2 separate regions of the Sus scrofa genome follow, and region 1 is linked to region 2. Evidence: chromatin contacts called from public Hi-C data. All regions are on one chromosome and are shown on one strand. Each heading gives the region's core, a stretch centred on a gene start, on an enhancer-like site or on the middle of the called end of the contact. The rest is flanking DNA. Distances are from core to core; before and after follow the strand shown. Region 1 overlaps FMN1 (formin-1). Region 2 overlaps SCG5 (secretogranin V).

Region 1 (7,327 bases), core at 3,986-6,485, 300 kb after region 2:
ATTCTCCACAAACATAGCCAGTTGGGCCCTCAAAAAGGTGGGCCTGATTCTACAAGGTGTCTGTATTCCAGTAAAAGTTCTGTGTCCCTAGTCCCCCTAAGTGACTGTGCATCCATCACCTCCTAGGATGCAGGTGTTATAATTGTCCTATTTTACAGGTGAAGTTATATTTTTATGATTACATTACTTGACAAGAGCTTGCTTTCACCAAGCTGGCAGAAAGTACAAATCAGATTCAAGACACTGAGATGTTTTGTTTTGTTTTTTATGGCTGAGCCCGCAGCATATGCAAATTCTCAGGCCAGGGATTGAATCTGAGCCACAATCCCTGTAGTCAGATTCTCAGCCCACTGCACCATGGCAGGAGCTCCTGAAATCTGAGCTCTTAATCCTGTGCAGTACCGTTTGCTTCTATACCCATCTCTCCCATGTCCTCCCCTTGTAACCCCCAGGCAAACTAAGGTCCTTCCTATGTCTCCCTCTGATCTGAGTGTCTATATATATGGTCCTAGGAATGTGTGTATGTGTGCGCCCTTGCACTCATGGGCACACATCCAGGAACTCTTTCTGTCATTCGTATCTTTGTGCGGCTTTATGCCTTGGATACCTATCTTTCTGCTGTGCTCTCTGGTCAGATAAGCGGACTTCTGGACCCAAGGCACACCAAGTCTCAAGTACTGGCCTGAGAGTCAGTTTCAAAGGGTGGCTAGGTCATCATCTGTGAAGTAACTTGGCAAGTCACCTGAGCACCTGAACTTTGGTTTCCTCCTCTTAGGAAAGATGCGTAACTATATCTGCTTCATGGGGTCGTTGTAATAAGGCACTAGGAATTCCACTGTGGCTCGTCGGTAACAAACCTGACTAGTATCCATGAGCACTCGGGTTCGATCCCTGGCCTCGCTCAGTGGGTTAAGGATCTGGCGTTGCCTTGAGCTGTGGTATAGGTCGAAGACAAGGCTCGGATCCTGAGTTGCTGTGGCTGTGGTGTAGGCTGGTAGCTGCAGCTCCGATTCAACCCCTAGCCTGGGAACTTTCATATGCTGTGGGTGCAGCCCTAAAAAGACCCAAAAAGGGGGAGGGGCATTAAAGAGATGATATATGTAAAGCACCGGATCATAATCATGAAATAAACCGTAGAAGAAGCTCTTGTCCTCCATCACTTGCTATGCTTCCCCACATAAGGAGGCGGTTGGATGTTCTCATCTCTAGGAAAGATGCTTTTGACCACCTCTCCTTCTATCAGTGACATCCATACAGCCAACAGCCATAGTTTAACTCACACCCTGGTGTTTAGGTGCTGCTCTTCCTACTCAACACAATGTTCTTTTAACAGGCTGGACCTGCCTGGAGAACGAGGGCCTGAGCCTTCTCGAAATTTGCTAATCACATCTGGTTTAGCTTTAGACATTTTCTGGGGTTTTGCCAGCAGCCACGACATTTTAATGGCTACAATAAACCTCAAAGCCTCATCAGATCTTTGCTGTATGTGTGAAAATTATGTCCTCTTCAATTAAACATTCAACCTAGGCTCCCACCAAGGCCTTATGGAAAAGGGGCTGAAGCCTGAATGGGCGTGTGAGATGAAACGGGCCGCCACGGCTCTGGCCATCTTGCCAGATGGGATTCAGAAGAAAAAGAAATTCATTAGAGAACCCACGGTCTGTATTTTCTTTAAATATTTACTAGGTACCTTTCATGTATGAAAAACACTGGCATCTCTAAAGATTAGCAGGGCATTTTTGTTTAAATATTCAGCATGGGGAGGGGGCGGCCCCAGTTTCCTCGTTTGCCTTTGCGGTCCACATGTCTCCTGGTGACATCCAAAGCAAAAAAGAAAAAGAACCAAGGTAATGTTCAGTTTTCCTTCAGAAGGTAGCTCCTCCAGCTTCAGAAGTTCTTATCTTTCCTTACAGCTACCTAAGGAAACTGTGACTGTGGAGAGGTCTGGGATGACCCTATGGGTCTCCCTAGGGAAATACAGTCTACCCCAGGGCACAGCTCTGGAGGAACTCCTGTCTCTCCACTGCCCTAATTCACACTTCTTTTTTTTTTTTTTGTCTTTTTAGAGCCGCACCTACGGCATATGTAAGTTCCCAGGCTAGGGGGTCAAATTGGAGCTGTAGCCACCAGCCTACACTGCAGCCACAGCAATACCAGATCCAAGCCACATCTGTGATCTACGCTGCAGCTCACAGCAACGCCAGATCCTTACCCCACGGAGTGAAGCCAGGGATCGAACCCACATCTTCATGGATACTAGTCAGATTTGTTACTGCTGAGCCATGATGGGAACACCCTAATTCACTCTTCTTAAGTCCTTATTCTTTACCATCGTCCACACAAGGCATCAAAGGGATGAAGCTGAGCTGGGATGCCTGAAAAAGGCAGCCTATGGCAGGAAGGCAGGCAAAGAGGAAAGATCCAACATAGATCAGGTTTCTGCCCCCAAGATTATAGGCAAGGGAAGGCCACAGGGTTCCCAAGGGCTGGGGGATGAGAGGGGATGGGCACTCAGGGATGGTCACGGCCCCAAGAAGCACAGGTCTTCTGTGCTACTGCAAAAGCCACCCTAATGACTGGACCTAATTCTGCCACTGGAGAGGGACAGACAAAACTGCCACGTGATGGCTTACTCCACTCTCTTTCCATAAGCATCAAGCCCCTCATCTTAGTCAAGGATAAAACTGTCGGTTTTCCAGGAGAGGGAAAAGAATGATCACAAGTTCACGTATCACATTCCAGAACCAAGTATCCATTTGGTTGAATTGACGCTCCTCGCCCACGTCAACGGGAGGAGAAAAAAAAAAAAAAAAGAAAAGAAATCCACATGTTCCTTTAAAAATAATTTACAAGGTAAAAATATTCACTTGTAACCACTATCCTTATTTAAGCAAGTTTTACGCCCAAAGTAAAAATAAATGGCTCTCCCTGCACCAGGAGTAGATCTTTCCCATTTTACTTCCATTTCCAAGCTGTCCTCTGTCTAAGACTTAGATTTCTGAGCACTCTTTCACAATAAACATTTTGAAAATGTTTATTTTATGTCTTCGTGTAAAAATATTCCTGGTGCAAGCTCTTCATTTCCTCAAGCTCTGCTTTTGGCGCGCTGGGCTCCATTTCCACATTAACACGCTCCCTAAATCCTCTGTAGAGCTCTTCAATTGGAGTTATACAAGCTCCAAGGCAAGTATTTATATTCTTGGACAAGGAGATGTCTCCACAGTGAAAACACAAGACTCGAGAAATGCCAAAGGAAAATTCCTGCCCAAGAGAGACATATTTTCACCTTTTAAAAAAGCCAAAGAGGGCTTTCAGCATTTTGCTTTGGATAATTAAAAATGTAAATGCAACTAAAATAGAATGGGTCTTGCTATCATTATTAGACTCATATATATAAACCAAACATATAGGGATGTATGTGTATGCCAGAGCGAGAGTAAGAGTGTGTGTGTGAGAGAGAGAGAGAGAGAAAGGCAGCAGAGTAAACTAACTTAGAAAATGCAATGCATGAGATTTTCTAATCAGACCTGACCTGCCTCTCACTGGCTATGTGAAAAAGCTTTTCTAAGCCTCACTTTTCTCATCTATAAAATGGGGTTAGTGTAGTTCCTGCTTATTTGGATTGTTAGAAGAATCCTATAGCACAACAGTAAGAATTCAAAAGATTGCTGTTATTAAGATTTTATCTACTATACATTGGAAAATGTAGGTACAACAGGATGCAGATAAATAAGCACTAATTAACACTAGTAAAATAGAGAGATGTGTATGTAAATACAGTGCCTCCAAATAGGACATAGAGATGGAAAGTTTCATGAGGACGGGAGTATATTGTAGCAACTCTCACCAACTCCATTCCATGAGCCAGAGAGAAACAATCCCCCTTAAATCAGTTAAAAATCTTATCTATTATCATCATAATAAAACAGTTCCTGTTACCTTCTAGTTGTCTCTTCAGTTTTCGCAAATCTTTTACAAGGTCTTCAAATTTGACTTGGGAGGCCAGAAAGAAATCTTGTGGTTCAGGCAGGGGGAAAACGCTCTTTTCTGTTCCTGCTTCCTAGAATGTACGGTAAACAAAAGCACATTATACTTCCCAGTTGCCACTTTCAGTTCAAATTCCAAACCATCTTTTATTGGATGGTCAGATGAGAATCATACAATGTTCCTTTGCTATTCCTCACTTGGGACAGATTACTTTGAAGAGCTTTTGTGTCTTTCTCAGTGATGTTTTGGTCTTCTTGGCCCTGAAGTTGGCCATGGCTATGGCATAGGCTGGGTTTTCTTTTGCCTTTTGAATCAGAGAGAAAATGGTCAGGTATGTCCTCATCTCAGCCACTCTCTTCCCGTGGAGAAAGGAACGGGAAGAACATATGAAACTACTTGAATTGAAAGTCCCCACTGAGTTTCACATGGTAGCAATTAGATAACTCATCTTTGGGGTGTGCCAATGGGTGTGAATTAGAAGGTGCTGGATTAGCAGCACCACAGCAGAAGAAACAATCATTATCCAGTATGCTTTCACCTACCTTTCTCTGCAGCTTAAAGTGTGTGCGTACGTGAGTGTGTGATGCAATTCTTTGCACATCTGCAAAGATTTTCCTACTGCTGTTTGGCTTATCTTAGCATGTATTTGCAAGGCCATGGCTGGATAGGGTTTTGACTACCTCTAAAACCATACCCAGTAGAGGATCTAAGTGGAGAAACATCTCGAGGGCCACAACCTGGGTGCACCCTGAGAGATCAGCCTCCCCTCGAATATCTTTTCCCGTCCAGCTTGCTCTCTACTTGAGTTGTTTAAATGTACGCTTTGTATCTTGCATATCTCAGACAGTCTTTCGTTTTTCTTCCCTCCACACAGCCTCCTCTGCCAGCTTTCCTTCACATTCCATCTCCCCTACTGCCATTAGGACTAATTCCAAACTCTAAAACTGCTTTACAAGGCATTTTATGATCTGGCCTCTGTCTCCATCTCCAGCCTGATTTCTCCCTTCTCCTATCTCTAACTTCTTCTCCTCAACTTTCATGAAATAATAGAATAGGCCACAATCTATTGCCTCTAGGCTTTGTCTATAAAACTGTCCCTTTCCAACCTTTCTCCAGCCCCTCCCCACACCCCCTTGTTCATATTGCTCCTTCAAGTCTCAAAACAGTATTACTTCCTTAAAGATCTCCCCTAAGCTCTGGTGCTTGAATGTTTCCCAGAGCCCAGCTACTTACCCTTATCACAGCACGTAACATAAAGTCACCTTGTTAGCTTGTGTGTCTTCCCCACTAGACTATAAACACTAGGAAGGTAGGCACTGTATCTTGTTCTTGGTCAAGTACGCCCTATCTAGCTACCAACATACTTTGTTTGCTGCCATTACAGAAGGCTTATACAATGCTGTTCTGGGAATTTTGTACCTTTGGCAGGAAATATCTAATTCTTGGTCTCTTCAAGAATTCCCCAGGCCCTCCCCTCTTCGTTTAAGACCTTTAGCCTCACTTGGGATGCTAGGAGAGGGTGGTTTTCCTCATTTGAATGGAAAAATATTTTATGTGATGAGTGTACTATTTATTTTCCTCTACTTATTATGGAACACAAGCCACAGCATATCAGCCCAAACACAAAACCTGACACTCTGGACAGCTCTGGCTCTCTCCTGATAAGGAAGTGGCTTGCCCTAGCAAGCTTGCTCCTCCCCCTTTTGATAAAGAAATGGCTTGCCCAAGCAGGTATGAGGAAAATTTCAGACCCCGGCCAATCAGCAGAGGCCCTACCATCCTTTCCCTTACCCCCCGGCTATAAAAACCAGCATCAAACCTCCACTGGAGGTTGCCTTTCCCTGATTATCAGAAAGTCAGCCTACTGTGCTAGCAGCATTTCTTGTCTCAATAAGCTCATCTTTCTCTTTACCTCGCTCTGAGCCTAGAAATTATTTTCCAACCCACACAGGGACCACGACATGTACTTTACTACTTTATAAACAATGGAAGTGGTACCCTAGTCTGAGGTATCAAGATGAAACAGCATCTAAGATGCTTGCCACAAAACTCCATGGTAACCCTATACACTGGAAGAATTCATGCAAGTATCTTTCTGTTTTTCAAAACTTTTTTTTTTTTTTTTTTTTTTTTTTTTGGTAAGCTAGAAAAAGAGAAAATGCTGTTGAGGAAATCAGCTTGGTAGTAGCTCTTAAGGAAGTTGCTCAACTAGAGTTCAAAAGACATGGCCCTACATGGGTTTCTTTAAACTTCACATAGACTGAGACTTACACCAAAAATCAGGCATCAGTGAAAGGAAGCTTGCAGCAGGAGACACCTTTCTTCTGCTAATTGTCATCACCACTAACCACAAAAATCATTATTTACGCTCCTAAGAGGGACAGGATTGCTTAATAAATACCGTAATTCTGTACTCTGGTTGAGCAAAGTGCATTTTGCACAGTGAAAACTGGGAGAGCACCACACAAATGTTGACTTATTTTTCTTCAACTGGACAATCTCATGCTAGAAACTAATCTGTCAGCTTTCCTGCTGTGAGGTCCATCCCACCTCTCCTCAATGAGAGTCAAATTCCATAAGCAATTTCATCCTTTCTACACAGTGCATCTCACTTGGATGAGGCAGATGCCACAAGGTAAATCTGCTCATGCCAACCTTAAATTAGAACTGCCACTTCAGGTTTCTTCAGGATAATTCTTCTGCCCCACTGGTGGGGCACACTCAGAACTCTGGGTATGCACACACTGCCCGAAGTTCAACACACCTGCTCCATTTTACCAGAAGATACCTCTCACCTAGTTCTTTACAGATGCTACTTATTATCCACCTGTGAATATTTACAGTGCACACAACTCAGCAGGTGTTTACCAAGCACGTACATCATGGACACTAAAAATGAAACTACAAAAAGTTCTGGACCTCAATGAACATTGCCGGGACACTAGGGAATTGTTCAATGTTATCTACATACAAGGAAATGGTAAGCCAGCTGGTAGTTACATGACAACAATTAGATAAACCCACATGGAAGGTAGGAAAGCTAACTACAGACTTCTTCAGTGCTTAGCCCATCTTCTGCATGAAACTGTAGGCCTTCTGCAAACAAGACCCTGGAATCTTTACTTTTCTTCCCTCAGGGCACGGAGGAAAAACTCCCGCTTCTGTGGAGAGTTAAGCAGGACTCCTGACAACATTTCCCTGAGACTTTTTCCATTTATGGATGGCTGGGTTTCTCAACAACTTACAACACTACCTCTTTCTTCTCAAAGTGAGGACTCCTTGTTCTCCATTTAATGAGAAGGAATAAAGCACAGAAAATTGTGCTTAGGTGGATTCTCAC
Region 2 (7,712 bases), core at 343-2,842:
AGTTCCCTGGTGGCTCAGTGGGTTAAGGATCTGGTGTTGGCACTGCTGTGCCTCAGGTTCAGTCCCTAGTCCAGGAACTTCCTCATGCCCATGCCATAGGTGCAGTGCAGTCCAAAAAAAAAAAAAAAAAAAAAGATGTAAGGGAAAAGGGACAGATATAAATGTTGAAAGACACACGTACAGCATGCCAAGATAGAAGCTGTGAGCCCAGGTTGTGGTTGAGATAGTCACCATGACAGGAGCTCTGGAGGGAAGTAAGGCTCTGGCCTCAGGGAAGCCTTCTCAGGTCAAGTGGAGTTTAGCTGCATGCCCTTGAGGAGGTGGTCACGTGGATCATGGGGGCTTAGTTTCAGGCATGAAGAGGTGGGAGGAAATAGACTCGTTATCTAGAATGTGTTGAGTGCAGAGTGGTTGGGGATCAAATAGAGGGTGGCAAGAAGGCTGGACACTTTTAAGATTGTCGCCACATTTCTCTACTTAAGAGTATCTGGGGGGAGTTCCCCGGTGGCCTAGTGGTTGAGGATTCGGTGTTGTCACTGGTGTGGCACGGGTTTGATCCCTGACCTGGGAACTTATGCATGCTGCAGGTGTGGCAAAAAAAAAAAAAAAAAAGAGTATCTAAGGACAGGAGCCCATTGTCCATGTCAGTTGGGACTCTAAGTTCCTGCCTCACACAGCCTGTCCCCTTGTCTGCAGAGTGTTCCATGCAGATAAAAAGGCTGCCCCACATCTGCAGATGCCTTTGACGGCAGCCGAGGTAGCAGGTGGGAGTGGGACTTGGGTAGTTCTTTTGGTTTTGGTCAAATACATTTGCAGTTAGGCACCAACACCATTGGGACTTCCGGGGATGGGGCAGGTGTTTCTTCAGTCACAAAGTATGTATGGATGTCACAGGGGGACTGGAGCAGACACGCCTCCTGCCATGCTCAGCATGTGCTGGATGGTCCCTAGACCAGCTCCTTCTACTAGCTGCTCCACTTTCCCTGTGGGGTTATTTATTTATTTATTTATTTTTAGTATTAGATGACGATTTTATTATTTTTTTAAATTTTTTGATTTTCATTTTTTTAAGTTTTATTGAAGTATAATTAATTTACAAGGCTGTGATCATTTCTGCTGTGCAACAAAGTGACCCAGTCATATGTATACACACATTCATTCTCTTTCAGATTCTTTTCCCACATGGATTATCACAAGATATTGGGTAGAGTTCCCTGTGCCATACAGCAGGTCCCCATGGGCCAGTCATTCCATATACCTCAGTGTGCATATGCCAATCCCCAACCCCCAGTCCTTCCCTCTCACCCGCGTCTGTGGGGTTATTTGTTTGGACACACTGACTCGGAAGCTCCCAGGGGGCCAGACACTGACCCCTCCCAGTACTGTGGGGAACACTGGTCCCACCGGGGGGTGCAGAGTACATGGCATTCGGTCTGATCAGGATGGAGTGACACTCACCCAGGGCCCTTCCAAGCAGGGATCGGGGGCCGGCTCGGGGCCCTCCTGGTTGTCGCCCCCACTAGCCTGTCAGAGTTTATCTTTGCATGAGACAGATTGTGGTGAAGGAGACAGTCAGTCCAGGAGACTGGCCTGCCCTGAGGAGGCTCAAGGGACCTTCCTGGTGCCATCTTCCTGGTACGCGAGAGCTCGGCAGCCTGTGTCAACAAGCCCAGCCCTGTTTGGACAAGATGTGGTTGACTAACGTTTTCCTCTTGGGCAGTAGGAGTGGACGGGCCTGCTGGGAGGAGCCCCTTTGCTGTAAACTACAGAGATGCCTGTCTTCTGAACCGAACCAGCGGGTCACTTCTGCCTCATTTTTTTTTTTTTTTTCCAATCCTTCAGCAGATGATGGGAGACACCATTTGTTGAGTTTGTGCAGACTCTAAATACTCCTTGGTCACTGGACTGTGCAAAAATATGGCAACAATGCAGGTGCTATGGCCTAGAAATGTTTCCGAAGGCAAGGGAGGAAAAAGCAGTTCTTCTGACAGTAAATGATACATTATACTAATATCAGAAGAATTTTTTTTTGCATGTGTGGTCAGTGAAGAGAATTTTTGGCAGTTGGTTCTCATTGAAGGAGGTCTGTATACAGCACGCTGGAGCCTGGTCAGCGCCTCTGGCTTTTTTTTTTTTTTTTTTTTTTTTTTTTTTTTTTCACATGCAGAGCTGTGGTGCCTAGGGGTCTGGGCTGTGACAGCAAGACGTGACTGCAGGCAGGGAGTGGTCAGCTTGCGCTCAGCATTCCAGATCCTGGCTGTGAGCAGAGTAAGTTGCTGGTATCCACACAGCTTTCTCCCCAGCGCCCCTCCCCAGCCAGGCCTCCCAGCCTTGCTTCAGTGTGTTCATCTGTGGTCCAAGACAAGTCACATCTCTAACCCCCCAGTTACAGCAGCCAGGAGAGCATGTGGATGCCCATCAGCCTTGCTCCAATTTAAGCAGAGGAGTTGAGCGGCAACCAATGGGATCTCCATTGCCGCAAGTGGTACCAAGGCTCTTTTGATGCAGAAGCAGTAGGAATATAGGTTTAGACTTCTGCTATTTCCAGATAATTTTTAATTTCTCCAAGCATATTTATAAATAGAGCTCAAATCATTCATTGGAGAGGGGAAAAGTGCAAGAAAATCAAATGCATTCACCTGTTGCTTTGTTCGATAAGAGATGCACACACAACATCTGTGTGTCCTTTGGTGCCTGGTGTCCTCCTCTGGGCCCAGCCTTTTGGTCCCAGGTGGACCCAGTGGGCAGTGCCAGGACAGGACATCAACTTCTCACTTGCATTAGCCCTGGTACTTAGAACATTTGCCTCTATGAGTTTTGGATAGACCCACATTTTCACCCTGCCAATCTGATTGTAAAGCTCTAGAATCCAGGGAGAGCACAGCACCTCGAAACTGGCTTGACTCCCAAAGTCAAGTACCCTTTGAAAGAGGGCAATTTAGTTTAATTAAAGGTTAGGAAGCACTCTCTTTTGATACCTACAGAAGGAAACACAAAATGGAATATGTGATCATGTTCTTTCTTTAAATGTGGTTCTAGGAGGACAACCAATAATTTATTTTGTGCCTTCTATGTACCAGACACTCCATATGTAGTTATTTTTTAACTAAGAAATCCTGTGCTTCCCCCTCACAAGGGTAGGTTGGGGTGTAGAGTGGGTGAGACCTTGGCCAGGACTGACCATCTGATGTGGCTGAGGGTCTGGATTCACATCATGATTTTGACTCCAGAGCATGGCTTTCACTCTCAGCACCCATGACATTGGGCCATGGAATTCTTGGTTGTGGGGCCTGCATCCCTGACATCTGCCCCCTCCATGCCTCCAGAACACCAGCATCGCCAACCCATAATAATGTCCCCTGCCACTTGTGACAACCCGCAATAATATTATCCCCTGCCAACCAACATCACCCTTTGTGGAGAACCAGTTCTCTGTGGGCTTTATTTTTTCCTGCTGCAGTGCATTCAGAAGGCAATTTGTGGTACCTTTAAAGACTCTCTGTGGCTGGCTTACTTATGTTTATATTAATTGTTTGTATTATAAAATTGATAAAGGCCATTGTGGATGATTCAGAAAATAAATTATTGACAATCTTACCACTTAGAAATACCTACTTTCAACGTTTGGTGCATTTCTTTCCAGGCTCTCTTTCTATGTGTATATATATATATGTGTGTGTGTGTGTAGTAAAAAAAATCATACTGTAGGAGTTCCCTGGTGGCCTAGTGGTTAAGGACGATGTGTTGTCACTGTTGTGGCTCAGGTCACTGCTGTAGCATGGGTTCAATTTCTGGCCAGGGAACTTCTGCATGCCTCAGTTGTAACTCCCCAAGAAAACATACTATAAATATTTTAACGTGGATTTTTATACCTAATATGTTGTCAAGACCATTTTCATACATTAAAAGCATTGCTGTAATTATTTTTACTAATTGGATTATATCCTATGTTTATCCCACAGTTTAGTTAGGCATTCCACAAATATTGGACATTTAGTTTTTCCAATTTGTCCCCAGCAAAAGCTTTGCTTCAGTGGACATATTTGCACATGAATCTTTGTGTAGATTCCTGATAAATTCTCTAGGGTATATATTTCTATGAAAAGAAAAAGTGGGTCATGTTCCATGCATATTTTTAGACTCTGTTTCCTACATACTGTCAAATTGATTTCTGTTAATGTTGGGCTCTCTCTTCCTCTGTTTGTAGGAATCTCAGCCGGCTTGTTAACTATGAGCATTACCTTTTTAAATCTTTTGACCGGCAAAAATGACATCTCATTGTTTTAGTTTGTATTTATTTGATTACCAACCACATAGACCACCCTTCTATTATATAACTATTTGCTTTTATTATTCTCCAAGACATTTGTTAATGAGTTGCATTGTTAGTAGATTAATTAGTAGACTTAATTGTGTCTAAGATTTACTGCTTGCCTTTTTCACAAGGCAGACTTGTAACTGAAATTCCTTAAGTTTTTAGCAGCAATAGAGGGGTTGAACTCTGGGCAAGGATTGGGAGAAGAGGTGGAAAGGAATTCTTGTGTATAAATTGGAGATTACCTAAATTAGAATTAACTGAACCCTGAATTTGGCAGAAGAAAAGAGAATAGCTTATGCCTGAGGTCCTCCAATGGTGAGAGAGATGTTCAGAAATACCTGGTCCGAGAGTTCCTGTGATGGCCACCAGGTGGTGCCATTGGCCCAGGACCATTTGCTATCTGGTGCAGGAAGGGTGGGGGGGTGGGGTGGGCAGAGAAGGTGTTAACAAGTGAGTGAGGTGATAAGCTGCTGAGTGCTGGTCAAACTCTAGGACATTCACTCATTGAGTATTTGTAAGTAAACTGCTTGTGATCCCGTGTTGGCATGGTACGTGTGTGTCTGCGTCTGTGTGTGTTTATGTGTGTGTGCAGAGGAGGAAGGGAAGGTTAGGGCTGGTTATTTACTTGTTTATTTACTAATTGAGACATAATTCACATACCATACAATTCACCCATTTAAAGCATACACTTTATTGGTTTTCAGCATAGTCACATCACCACAACCAACTTTAGAACATTTTTATCACCTTCCAAAGAAAGGCCATTCCCCTTAGCCATCACCCTATCCCCATCTCTGCCCCCTCTCCTGCTCCCTTCACTTCCTATTCCCCTTTCCCAGCCCCTGGCCTCAACTAATCTCCTTTCTGTCCCTCTAGATTTGTCCACTCTGGACCCTTCCTGTAAGGGAGTCTTCAGTGGGTAGGCTTTGGTGATAGGGCTGTTCTTGGGCTGGTATTACTTGCCCCAGCTGACACTGTCCCAGCTGACTTTGTAACAAGAGGCATCAGGGCAGCTAGATAGACTGTTTCAAGTACTGTGGCATTACCAGGCCTGTTAGGCTAGAGAAAGCTACCTAGAAAGCAGTTTTCTCACCTGATGGATAACCAGAATCTCCTGAGAAGCTTTTATGTTATTTATTTTTTGGTCTTTTTAGGGCCACACCTGAGGCATATGGAAGTTCCCTGATCAGAGCTACAGCTGCCAGCCTACACCACAGCCACAGCAACATGGGCTCCTAGCCGCATCTGAGACCTACACCACAGGTCATTGCAACGCCGGATTCTTAACCCACTGAGTGAGGCCAGGGATCGAACCCATGTCCTAAAGGATACTAGCTGTGACCTACACCATAGCTGAGGCAACACCATATCCTTAACCCACTGCACTGGGCTGGGGATCAAACCCATGCATCTTCAGTGACCTGAGCTGCTGCAGTCAGTTTCTTAACCCACTGTGCCACAGTGGGAACTCTGAGAGGTTCTGAGTCTTGTTTCATTCATTTCACTGTAAATTCACTTCTAGGAACAGTTATTGCAAGATCCCTAGTCATGTGTGTTCTGCTAGAATTTTTTATTTATATAAATAACACATGACCTGCTGAGAACCGTTTAGTCACCTCCAGTCTCACAGAATGTTTTGAGTGTCTGCGTACGTGAAAAATACTGAAGGGGCCCAAGAAAGGTAAGGAGGCTACAGTGTCATTAAATAGGGCTCCAATGCATAATAAATCCTGAGGAAGGTCCCTGGTGGTTCCAACATTGTAGCTGCTGTGGCATGGGTTCGATCCCTGGACTGGGAACTTCTGCATGCCATGGGTGCAGCCAAAAAACAAAAACCAAAACCAAAACCCAAAAAAGTTTAAAAAATCTGAATAAAATAAAATAAATTGTGAGACTAGTCTCTCTTCCCAACTGTGATCTGGGCCAGGGATGTCAAAGGGAACCCAGTGTCTATTTGTCTTTCTGGTTTTGGTCTCAGAGGATCGTCTCCCTCGAGAGTCATTCTTCTCTGCCTATCAAATGGGAGATGGACATCAACATGAGTAAAACCCTTGGAGTTCTTGGGTGAAAAGCTTTTCACAGTGTAAATGACATTTCTGTGGTTGTGCACCCCTCCCCCACCCAAGAGTCCCTTAAATATCAAATCACTGCCTTGAATTGAAGTAGAAGTAGAAGTACATTTATTCATCAGGGCTTCTTTCCTCCAAAATGTGCCTGATGCCACTGCAATAATTAGGATAACATGAGTGTCCTGAATAATCTCTCTGCAGATTCTCAGGTTATTTACTTTATTTTGGTAAGACTATCTTTTTACCCACTTCTGTTTATGTTTATTTAAATAATCATATCAGCATTAGCTCCTGTATTAAAAAGAGTTGCTTCTGCCATTGTTTTTTTTTTTTGGACGCACCCACAGCGTGTGGAAGTTCTGGGCTAGGGATTGAACCTGCATCCCAGCAGCCACCCCAGCCACAGCAGTGACAATGCTGGATGCTTAACCCACTGTGCCACAAGAAAACTCTGTCACTTTCTGAAAGATAGAACATGGCTACAGAGAGAAATTTAGGGTCAAGAGGGAACCTAGGTTATTGGAGGGTCTTTTTGTGCTGTTGGTTTTATTTCATTTTTATTGTTACATTTGTTTTATTGAATTCCTTGGTGAAGTGGGGAGTCAGAGTTGTGAATTGTAAAACCAAGTAGGGATGGTGTCTTAATGAAATTTGCTTTTGCATTGATGGGAGAAGTGGCTGAGCCCTTGGTATCATCCATGGCTCCTTTTGTTTTTCATGGAGGTCCTATTATTCAAAACTAAGCCTTCTGGAACGTTAAAGCACGAAGGGGCAGTCAAACCTTGGACTGGTTTACAACATCTCCTTGAAGTACAGGGTGGAGGGTTCCCAAGCCCTGCGGTGAGGAATGGCCAGTTCCTTCTGGTGTCATAACCAATCCCGTCACTCTGGTGACCCTCCCGGTTTGAATCATGGGTTTCAAACATTCTCAAAAGCTCTTCTCCGGTAATTCCAAAACTCTTAACAAATCAATCCTAAAAAAAAAAAATAAACAAATACACAGACGAGCAGAAGGATATTTAAGATATGGTTTTAATTAAAATCTTAAAGCTTTCCATCTCAAAATCTTGTATAAGCCATTAAATATGAAAAAACAAACCTTGGAGTAGGAGAGCAGTCAAGGCCATTACCATTAAATATTTTGAATTATATAATAAACCAATAGTTTGTTTTTCTTCTTATTAACACCAGGAGGATCAAGTCATGCTATAGTTTTAAAATCTGGAATGCCTGTGTGTTGAATTGGGCATATTCAGGGATGCATTGAATAAGATTTAAATCCATCGTCCATCAGCCTGTGAAACTATATGCCTGCTTGCTCTTAG

Evidence for each region. A called contact is a pair of places that touch in the nucleus more often than the background predicts.
Region 1: a contact with region 2 is called in a Hi-C map of omental adipose tissue, with 1.8 times the contacts expected there. The contact joins two enhancer-like sites. A contact is called at or near these places in 3 of 47 Hi-C or Micro-C datasets (mesenteric adipose tissue, omental adipose tissue and subcutaneous adipose tissue).

Annotation. Positions count from the first base shown.
Region 1 is chr1:136,844,111-136,851,437 of Sscrofa11.1, forward strand. It overlaps FMN1 (formin-1), which reads right to left. Exons shown (of 22, transcript XM_021098316.1): 17 at 3,940-4,060. Among named protein-coding and RNA genes, the nearest start is that of GREM1, 230 kb to the left of the region's middle. Within about 2 kb of position 5,236, at least 6 of the 83 cell types and tissues checked have an H3K27ac peak or open chromatin away from gene starts, as enhancers often do. A contact at or near this core is called in omental adipose tissue, where this site is marked.
Region 2 is chr1:136,545,344-136,553,055 of Sscrofa11.1, forward strand. All of the region lies in intron 2 of SCG5 (secretogranin V), which reads left to right. Among named protein-coding and RNA genes, the nearest start is that of SCG5, 23 kb to the left of the region's middle. Within about 2 kb of position 1,593, at least 7 of the 83 cell types and tissues checked have an H3K27ac peak or open chromatin away from gene starts, as enhancers often do. A contact at or near this core is called in omental adipose tissue, where this site is marked.